Regions from separate parts of the Siniperca chuatsi genome. Here region 1 is linked to region 2. The links are chromatin contacts, called in public Hi-C maps. All regions are on one chromosome and are shown on one strand. Each heading gives the region's core, a stretch centred on a gene start, on an enhancer-like site or on the middle of the called end of the contact. The rest is flanking DNA. Distances are from core to core; before and after follow the strand shown. Region 1 holds the start of LOC122865711 (chondroitin sulfate proteoglycan 4-like). Region 2 overlaps LOC122865539 (ras-GEF domain-containing family member 1B-B-like).

What was found. Hi-C and Micro-C count contacts between places; a contact is called where the count stands out from the background.
Region 1: a contact with region 2 is called in a Hi-C map of liver, with 5 times the contacts expected there. The contact joins the promoter of LOC122865711 here to the enhancer-like site in region 2. A contact is called at or near these places in 3 of 3 Hi-C or Micro-C datasets (liver, skeletal muscle and an unstated tissue).

Annotation. Positions count from the first base shown.
Region 1 is chrLG18:17,317,233-17,322,801 of ASM2008510v1, forward strand. LOC122865711 (chondroitin sulfate proteoglycan 4-like) reads left to right here and starts at 2,026. Exons shown (of 22, transcript XM_044174526.1): 1 at 2,026-2,251. The coding sequence starts at 2,188.
Region 2 is chrLG18:17,284,226-17,289,769 of ASM2008510v1, forward strand. LOC122865539 (ras-GEF domain-containing family member 1B-B-like) reads right to left here. Exons shown (of 14, transcript XM_044174115.1): 2 at 5,533-5,544; 3 at 5,248-5,370; 4 at 4,657-4,794; 5 at 3,672-3,887; 6 at 2,915-2,989; 7 at 1,112-1,204; 8 at 646-748; 9 at 95-174. Among protein-coding and RNA genes, the nearest start is that of LOC122865539, 11 kb to the right of the region's middle. Within about 2 kb of position 1,881, the one cell type or tissue checked has an H3K27ac peak away from gene starts, as active enhancers do. A contact at or near this core is called in liver, where this site is marked.

The sequences.
Region 1 (5,569 bases), core at 776-3,275, 33 kb after region 2:
TCATAAAAGACTTTTCCAGCCCAAAAGACAAGACGGTAATCCTCTCAGCCTGGGATCCAGGCTCATTAAAACACACCACCACTCTCGTCATGAGAGGACCCGTCACCAGCTGAACTGTGACCCATTTTGGGTGTGACCTTTTCGTTTGAGAAACTGGGCTGCGGAGTCTATTATTCAACACCCTGGGAACTATAGCTAAACCCAGCACTCCTCTCATGTGCGAGCCAAGCAGCGTTTATATCAGCAGCTGAATAAAAGACCTTATGTGTTCTTTCAACAGTTTAATGGACCAAACTCTCTCAAGCACATTTCAGTGTATGTGTGTGTTTGTGTGTGTGTGTGTGTGTGTAGAGGTGGGAGGGGTTCAGGATACAGACTAGGGAGTGTGTCCTGCAGTTTGAACAATCACACCCAAACTTCCACTTTACCTCAGTCAGCCACCGGACATTTCCCTCCTGTAACCTCTCGTTCCCTTTTACTTCCTCTCTCCTCTCTCTTCTCTGTTTTAGCAATTTTGCACACTTTGTTCCTTCCCATTCTTCATATCTATGTTTTCTTTCTCTGTTTTTCTCTTCCTCTGTCTCTCATTTTCTCTCTCTTCTATCCCTCTCTGCAGGTCAATTCATTTCAATTCAGTGGGCGCCCCTGGCATCAGGGGTGGAAAGTAAATAGTAATTACTTTGACACTGTTGTTACTGTAACTCAGTAGCTTTTTCAGGGGGTACTTTTTTTACAACAAATTCTACAAGTGTTGAATATGAAAATGTCACACTTTGGCGAGGGGATACGTCAGAATCGTAGGGAGGATGTAGACTTGCTTAGTTCAACATTGTAAAATACTGTTACTACTACCACTAGTACTCTCAGACGCATGCTTCAGATCTCTTTGCAAATTACATATATCTCCAAAGTCTGCACACTGCAAAGAGTTGATTTTTTTGTTTATATGTCAGATTCAGAGAATGTAACGCTGCCTTGTACATTGGGGGTGTGGAGTCCAATGCAACATCACAGATTTACATCCACTATCTATACCCTCATATCCTTTTTCAGTTTACATTGAGTGAGAAGTGGGGTACACCCTGGACAGGTCACCAGTATATCACAAAGCTACGTCAGATTTATTTATACATTTTTATGTATTTATTGGTCCAGAGGGCAGTTTTACTCACTATTGGCCAACATCATAATTAAGTGAATGTCTTATGACCTTCTCAGGAGGATTTTCTGTATATTTGCTTTGAACCCCTTTCCCCTCATAGAGGATGATCTGTGATAAACCTTACTAATACTAAAAAATATACTTATCATTCATAATCAGTAAATTGCAGAGCAGTTGGTTTGCAGGTAGTGCTGTTGGGGCCAGGAGGCCACATTGGCCTTTTGAGCTGTGAAACTATAAGTTTCTCAGAGTAGACACCAAAAAAATGCTTTCTTTCCCTGTGAACAAGTGGTCCAAGTCACATAACATGTAATCGAAACATTCCTTGTTCAAAAAATAAAATAAAATAAACTTTAGTATTTGTACTTGACTACCTCACATAATCTGGCTACAAGCAAATAAGCATTCATCATGATAGATTTGTAGCAGAAAATGGTAACATACTGAACAATGGCCTTGGGTCAATGCTGCTCATTTTGATGTGTGACAGCAGCTGAATTTTTCACACCACAAGACAAAGTAAGAAAGGTTGCCATGGGTTAAACTAAGGATGGGTTCAATTCACTACCATACTTTTTTCAAAATAAGTCTTGTCTGTATTTTCAATTGTTTAACTTGAGATCCAGTCTCAGTTTCACATGAACAGAAACGCACAATCTGCTGTACTTTATATAAAGCGCTTCAGCCCATTTCTTTTTTTCTCTCCTTCTCTGTCTCTGTATGTGTTATGACACCTCCCCCTTGTGTTCATGTTTGGTACTATGCACTACAACAGCCAAGGGGAGGATCAGAGGGTGGAGCTCCACCTTGCTGCGCTCTGCTCACAAGCACAGGTACATTTTTTTTAAAGGCTGTAAGCCAAAGCCAGCAAAGCAAGTAGAAGCTGTTAGTGTTAGGGAAGTTGCCAGCAGTGGAAATGACATGCAGAGCCAGTGATGTACAGTAAAGACAATGGACAGCACAATCAAGCAGCCAGAGGTTGCTCTTAACTAAATGCAAGTTAGATTTTAAGGGCCTAACTAACAATGGGGAGTTTTGTGACCAATCTGTTTCTGCTCCTGCTGATTGCCACAGGACAAGTTTATGGAGGTAAGGCACTGCAGAGGAGAGAAAACCACCTTTCCTCCTAACTGTGTGAACAATTATTCAACTTTACAGTTGAATGATTTGTTGCGTTGCTATAATAGAACTGGTAATGCTGTAAAAAGATTTCCCTTATAGAAGCATGTAAAAATGTAGTTTTTAATGGTTGCTAATGCAAATTTATTAAAGCTAACCTTTAACATTCACACACAAGCTGTGGTTGTAGTATTGTTGTTTGTACAACCTTTGATTAAGTTAAAATGCATCTGTGACAGTTGGCAGTTTATAAAGGCAGCTTGTTTAATCCAGTCTAATATGGCAATATGCTGCTGTATACTGGATTATTTACTTGATCTGATGTCACACTGCTCACCAAATGTCCTCCTAAAATTAGGTTTCTAAGATTTTCCTCTAGTGATGTAACTAAACACTGCCATCATAACAAGTTGTTCCTTGCTCTTCCCTAAAAACATTTCATTGCACACAGCAAAATCAGTATTTAATGTAAAAATGAACATTTAATCAGTGTTTCTGAATCCACACACATCAGAGTTCATTTAATACTTCACTTACTTTTGAAAAGCCGCCTCAGAGCTTTATCAGTTTTGTCAGTGGACTACTTCTCAATCAACACTTCTGATCAAATCTAAATAATTGCCACTGGAACATCAACATTTCGTAACAAAGGTGCAGGAATAACAGCATATCAGCATTGCTGATTGTACATATCTCTGTACTTATACCTTCTCATGACAGCGCATTAAAGACCTGCATTCATATTCGAGGTATGTCTGTGACTGTAGGAAGATTACTAATAATCCAATGTTCACTGGTATTATAGAGGCAGATTAGAGATAGATGGACAGACATGGGTTATACTGACAGCAGGCCTATAGGCTTTATGCAGAGCGGCATGCTGGGCCACCCTGCTGACTGAGTACTTCTCACTGGGAATAGTCTTATAACACATAATAACAGCCTTGATCATTTATTGCAGGCAGTGCATTTCCCAACCAGAGTTGCGAAGGGATTTAAAGGCAATAAAGTAATAAGCAATTACGATAAATGACACCAATGCAGGCATAAAATGAAAAGAACAAAAGGACAAAAATATGGAATGCAGAAGAATGTATGTAAAGGATGATTATTTTAACATTGTTTTCTATATGTTTTTAAAAGCAAATTTGTACAAAAAGGAAAATCTGTTCAGATTAGATGTTTGACATGTTTAACACACATTTTTTTTTAACCAAAAAAGCTTACCCAAAATAGTTTCACCAAAATTCAGTCAACTGAAACCGTTCCTTAGTTCCTGAATAATTTGACAAATTAATTAGCAACAATATTTAGAAACTGACCACTATGTTAAATGTTAAATGGTTATGATTTCCTACATGTAAAATTGTAGCTTGAGTTGCTGACTGACTTTTATGTGTGTGATGTGGGAACATAAATTATTGGATTTCATGTAATTACACTGTAGAGTTGTACACAGCAGCTTTTGTGAGTAATTTATTCATAAAATGTCTCTGCTTCGTTTTTTTTCCCCCTTCATGCCAATTCTTTTTATTGAGACAGAGAGAGTCTGATGTATAAAACTATTTCTTTAATTTTTTGGATCTGGCCTTTCATTTGAATCATTTAAATGCGCTTTAATAATTTCTTTAAGTTCAGTTTCACTGTCATTCCATACTGCTGTACTGTTTAGAGAGCTTGTTGCTGTTCCCAACCACACATACACACACACACACACACACACATCTCTCTGACCTCTATTTGCTGTGTGTTACGGTTTCCACAAATTCCGTGGCAGTGACAGTCATTTTGACTAAGTGCTCCAATACAGCTGCTTTGTAGGTCAAATTGATTAAAATCAAGACAGCTTCTTTTTTTATTCACAGATGTGAGTGGTGGGTACACTGGCCTCAGTACCAAATACAAGTACACTGTAATACATATAGACATAATTATAAAACCCTAGAATGGAAAAGTGTTGATCAATTGTACCCCATTTGTGTGGGCCTTTAGACAAAAGCTTCTCAAATGAAATGAAATGCAGTGGGATTGCGTCATGCATTTTTAGCCACAATAATTGCAATCTAGCCTAATGATTTTGGAGACCCCCTGACTTTTCCTTTAACACCACCATGAGGTTGACATTTGGGGTTTTTGTGCCATGACATTTGGTACAGACATTCGTGTTTCCCTCAGGATTAGGTTAATTATAAGAACTTAGATGATCCCTTAACATTTCATCTAGCGCCAACATCAGGTCAAAATGTTGGCCAATACTTTGGTTTATGAGCTAATACCTGCAAAATTAATGACATTCATCATCAGTCTCAGCTGTACTTTGTGTTTAGTGCTAATTAAAATGTTAGCATGCTAACGTGCTAAACTAAGATGGTGACCATGATAAACATTATACTTGATAAACTTCAGCATGTCAGCATTGCCTAATTACAGCCTAGAGCCAAGTTCAAACTAGCCATATAGCAGTGTAGTTGATATCTGGCATGCGGGTACAGCCATGGTCTTGAATGAATTAAATAGTTGTTATTTACACCTTTTTATTTCCATTTGAACCATGGGTTCTCAATTTGAGTTTGCAGTGAAAAACAGCTTCTTAAAAAAATTGCTAATTGCTTTACACCAATGATGTTATTTGTACGTTCAGAGCAGCTCTGCCATTGAGAAATGTGTGCACAACTAATTGTCCAATCCGCGTCATTTGGGTCAACAGTGAAGTCTAATTAGCATCAGAACATTTCAGGATGACCCACTCCGGAATGCATTAGTTGTCATTAATTGAATTCGGATAGCAGGTGTAAAGTGCAGAGTAGACACCACATTGACGAGCCAGTCAATACAGATTAATGGAATAATCTTTGCTGGGAGAAAGCCTTTGGTCATCAAATGTTTATTTCATTGTGGGTGTCAGTAGATATTTTTGTATATAGATATAACTGAAAAAGAAATAAAAAAAAAACAAAGTATGCCAGCATGGAACAAATCTCCAGTTTGCCTTTTTATGACTGTTTTATGACTGACCTCATAATAATTTAAGAAAGCTGGGATTAAAACTCTGTTTCAAATCAAGTTAACATGATTCTGACTGGGCTGCAAATCAAAACAGCACAATATGAACACCTTACAATATAATGTAAACAACAACAAGACAAACTACAGCCTTAAATCACGGTGTAGTCCCTCATTCGTCTAGGAGTGTTCTATCGTAGAAAAGGTTTCAGTCGTAGACACGCATCCGGAAGTCATTCTCAATTGTGAAAAAAAACATTTTTTCACAATTGAGAATGACTTCTG
Region 2 (5,544 bases), core at 631-3,130:
ATTTTAATAGAAAACTTTAAATTAAAAAAATTAATGTAATTACAACATAAAATCTTCAATCCACTGAATCACTGGTGTATGCAGGTTTTCTCACCTCCAGGATTTCAAACTTGTCAGTGTTGACTTTACTCCAGGTTTTCTTCAGTCTGGCAACAGGACTCATGTTCATCCCAGCTAAAGACAGACAAAGTATGAGTATTTACAGAGACAGACCTAAGAAAAAGAGCAGGCTGGACTGCTTCGAGCCTCCACTAACTCTGTTTGTACTTCCTTGAACTGTTTAGCATTAGCCTCAACTCCAGCTGGCACTGTATCTGTTGACATTATTGAATTTGATTATTGGCTATTGGACAAAGAAATGGTGGGAACTACAATTTAACTGTAGTGTCCCCTACTTCAAACACAAGCTGTGACAAAGTGGGTTGTGAAATCAAGAATAATGCTGATTACTGATTTAAGTGGAAGCCATTTAAATCATTTCTGAGATGCTGCAGGATTTCTGCTTTCTTAATGTGTACTGACACAGGTTTAAGCACCCTGGTGATTCTGCACTTCATTCCCCAGAAATCATTCAGTGTGGAGGCTGCTTTTAATTGTCTGCAAATGAAAAGTGAGTTTCTGTGTGTTTTTATGTCCAATACTCACTGATGATGGCCATGAGGGAGTTGAAGTTGCCAATATTGAAACATTCCTGAGCCACATCTATGAAGAACTCTATGATTCGTGCTCGGTGTTTCTTCTTCACTGGCTGTAATGAGAGAAAACAACAGGAAGTAAATCAAAGACTCCTCAATTGCTGGCCATTTAATATATGTACAATTTTAACCTTAATTATTTTCATAAATACATGTTTTCGAGGCATAATGAGCACAAAAGTAGAATATATTGTTTATGTTGCAGGAGAAGTTTTTGATGGATGTTTTGTTTTATTAAGTTTTGTTAAGCATTGTGAAGCTGTTCCTTAGTCCAAAATGATTTATATCAAACACATAAGGGCCGACTGGAGCTGCGTGTTTCACAATGAAGCATGGACCTGCCAATTGAACAAGAGCTCTGGTGTGTGTAAAACAGGGACAGACTTAGAGATTTCTGCACTTTAAGTACAACATACCATACAGATCTCAGTGGCCACCAGGAAACTCAGTCTGTTGAACCAGTTGACGTAGGCCTCCAGGTTACTGGTTTTGCGCTTCCGGAAGAAACCCTAAAAAACAAAAAGAAGGGAGATGACAAAGTCAACACACATGCAAGTTCACAGAATGAAAAGGATACATTTTGGTAGTGTTTTTATCAGTATTTCTATATCCCGTTTCTGTCAGTATTTCATTGTATTACACTGAATGTGTAATACAATGAGTCTTTTTTATCTTTGAATATATTCATCTGTGTAATAAATGGAAAAAAATGACTCAATGTACACTTACTAGATTTTTCTGGAGCTTTCAACTGCATCACATGGTTTTTCTCATCAGATGGAGTTTGCATACTGAGAAAAGTATTGATACACAACAAATACTGAGCTAACTCCATCCTCTGAGAACCACTATGAGATGCAGATGAAAGCCCCATAAAAAGCTAGTAAGTGGACCTTGAGTTAATATTTTTTGTTATGATTATTGTTTTTGGCATTTTGCCTTTTTTGTGGTATCTTTCTATAACAAAACCTGACAAGACAAATTTTGATTAGCTCTATGAAATTCCACATCATACTTTTCTTAAGAGTATCCAATAAATCATTTTATAAAAAAGAAACACAAGGAAACAGACTGCTGCTACTCTGTAATTTCCTTTGCAAATGGATCTTGACAGCCCTCACACCCACACAACCTGTGGGCCTGCACTGTGGAGTGTGTGTGACATGTCTGTTGTTATTTCCATCTCATTTAAATCTGCTTTTGGTTTTCTGTGAGACAGTCAGCGGTGAACCTGTTTGCCAGAGGAACTTTTATATAAATAAACATCATGAAAGCGCTGTATAAATAACCTTGACTTGGCCGTGATGATGTAATCCCGGAGATTTATGGCTCTATTAAATGCTTACACAACACCGGCAGCCCACTCCACTCCAAACTTCCCCTCTACACTTCAGGACCCTTTACGCTGACTCAACCGCTCTTTTATACAAAGTGGGTCTTATATAAGTGGTGCAGCACCGGTGAGGGCTGAGATGCAACGCAGTCACATACAGCAGCTGAAAGCTTGTTCTCAGCAGCGCTGATTGAAAATGACCCTTCAGCTGACTCACAGGACCACTTAGGAGGGAAAGAGCCCTTCAGATACACATAGACGCATGCAGAATGGCTCTTTCATACTGTGTTTGATGCATTTTCAAAAAAAAAAACTGCACAAATTCCCATCTATCTGCCAGTGGGATCTTTGATGTAGCTTCTAAAGCAAATCAACTTGAACTGAAACAGACCACAAATTACACGCAAAGCAGACCCAAAATGAAGACACTTGAAATCAAAATAATAAAGGATGACTTAAAATGACTACAATCTGGGGCTTTTATCGTTCCTTTGATGTTAATAATTAAAAACCGGTCATGTTGGAGTATTCTTAAAAAGCTATATGCAGCAAGCCGTAGCTATTCGATCCATCAATCTGTTAATTCTGACTGGAATGAGTTAGTTTGATGTGAAGGATTTTGTGAAATTACCCATTGTATCTTGTACTAGAAAGACAGCTTAACAAGCTTAACATTTACAAATCCTTTTAATCAGCAACATAAAATACTAGAAGGAAAAAGGAAATGAGGAACAAGTAAAATCCGAGAAATAAGTTTTATGGTTGAGAGGTCATGATTATGTTTAATGTTTCACCGGGTTGTGAGTGGGATCATTGAACCCCCCCCCCGGAAAAAACGGGAGGGAGAGCTAAAACATGGCGTTTGTTCATTCAAACTCAATTGTACCTTATGGTTCTCCAGAGGATCCTTCATGGCGAATGTCTGGATGAACTCCTCAGGGCCGATAAAACTCAGTCTGTCCTGAAGGCAGAGAACAAGGAGAGGAAACCATCAGGACTATAACTGTAATATATATAAGAGGAAGATGATCAAGAAGAAAGGGAGATGAATAAAAGAAAGTTGATGATGTAGAAGACCGAGAGCAGGAAAAAGGAGATGATTCAGAACAAAAAACTGGAGATGGTAATGAAAAAATTTCATTTGTGTGGACAGAGGTCTGTAACTTTAATAAAGGGTCATTACAAAAACAAACAAAGTCATTAAAATCAGTAAAGGTCAGTAAAAATTTGCTCTAAAAAATGGTTTAAAGATTAGGACTGCCAGAACAAAACAGCACACAACTGAAAGTAATTTATCTTTATATAAAAAGACTATTAATAAACTTTCTATATGCACCGCTGCAGCAAAACAGACCACACAAAGGGGTTTATGGGAAAACAATAAAACTGAAAAAATAACAGTTTTCATTAAGTCTATAAATGAGTGTTCTTAAAACACTGCCTTTACACCACCAAAATAATAAATTCACTAAATTTAGATGAGTAAAAAAGACCTGTAAAGTAGTAACCACATGAGAACACACACACACACACACACACACTACAGATCTGCCGCTAAATCTCACAACAGATGGTTACACAGGAGACGCATGACACATTACTTCAAATAAGAGTCCCAAATCTTAGCCCATTTAACTTCTTACCAGTTCAATGTGTGTGAGCTGCTGGGCGAGGATGAAGGGGTCGTCACACACACTCATTACGTCGCTTCGCTGACCCGAGGCCTGTTTGCTTTTCAGGGAAGCGGGCCGCTCCATCGCCACGGCGTTGAGCGCAGCAACGGCCTCCTCGTACTGGCCGAGGGCAGATAGGCGTTTGATCAGCCGCTGGGTCATCTGCTGCATGGCTCGCCAAGAGTACTGGAAGCATCACATGAACATAACACAATAAGTCATTAGAAGTGACACTCAAAACAGGAAAATTAAACTTTCACTTGACACCAGAGGAATCACAATGACATCACAAACGTAAAGACTTTTGTGGAATACAATCCTAGACAAGGTCGCTTCATTCACCAGTTCAAACTACAGCCTCATGTTCACATTGGTCCAGATTGCCGCCATTAAAATTAAACTGTCTACAGCCATGCTAGCTGCTCTGTGAGGCTGTGCACAGCAGAGCTTTGAGCTAAATGCTAACATGCTGATGTTTAGCAGGTATAATGTTTGCCATATTCACTATCTTATTTTAGAGTGTTAGCATGCTAACATTAGCTAATAAGCACTAAACATAAAGTACTGCTGAGGCTGATGGGAATTTGGTCATAAACCAAAATACTGGTCAAATTAGCATTTTGACCTGATGATGGCGCTGTATGAAACGTCAGGAGATAACTGAACTTAGCAGCTATATTGGCTAAGATGTGGGTTTGCAGGTAGATTTGGGCTAAGAATCAGGTGTAGTTAGCTTTGGGCTAGTGTTGCCACCCTTAATCATTCCAGGGGACCAAAATCTGATATTCATCACAAGTCTGGCAACCAGCTGTGCTGGATTTAGGCTGCTGTTGGGCTGAGAGGTCAACAGAAGTCATAGGCTTCTCTTTACCCGGCCATCTTTCTTGCAAAAAATCCCTTTCTACACATTTGCTCATGTCTTCGTTTTAAAATGTACAGGAGATTTGACACTAACCTCATCCCCTCGGGCCACATGGTGCGTCATGTCTTTGAGGCAACGCATCATCCTCTCGTCCCTGAAGTCGTACGGAAACGTCTCCGTCCACTCTGTTAGCAGCTGCACCAACTTAGGCGCCACCTCACGGAAACGGATCTAAATATCATCATATGGCATGTTAAGTGTCACTGAAGTAGACACATTATATGTATTTCAATAGCATTTATGGGTGTAATCTGTCTGGAGACAAAATCTAAACCATGTGACCTTTGAAACCATGTTTCAAACAGCACACAAGTAGCCACTGTGGTTTGTGTTTTTGAGACAATATACTGCAATTATTTGTTTGTTTGTTTACTTTATTGTTCCCATTAAATGTGTTCCCTTCACTTTTATTTGCCTTGTGTCAATTTTAACCCTCTCTATCTGTCTGGAATTTTTTTGCTTATGAAATAGTCGTTAAACATGTCTGTGGGTGAGCGAGTGTGACAACATTAAGGTGGGTGTGAGTTTGAGAGAGTGAAATGGAGAGAAATAATTATAACTGTGATATAATGATGTATGTATGTAGGTGTGTGTGTGTGTGTGTGTGTGTGTGTGTCCGCCCACCTTATCCAGCAGGGTGTCTCCGGACCGCTGCTGCTCCACACACAGGTGACAAACCCTCATCATGAGCTCGTATGGGTGCAGGAAGAGGCGTGAACTCAGCAGGAAGGTGAACACATATGACCTCTAATGTTGAGGAAACAAAACAGCTCTCAGAGAAACGACAGAGGACAAGAAAGGACGACACTAACAGGACAGCTGGGATCTTTCCTCTAACAGAACCAGTCTGCTTGCAACCACTAAAAAGTGTGTTTCTCACAACATTTAGAGTAGTTTATTGGTACTTACATCAGGGTAGTA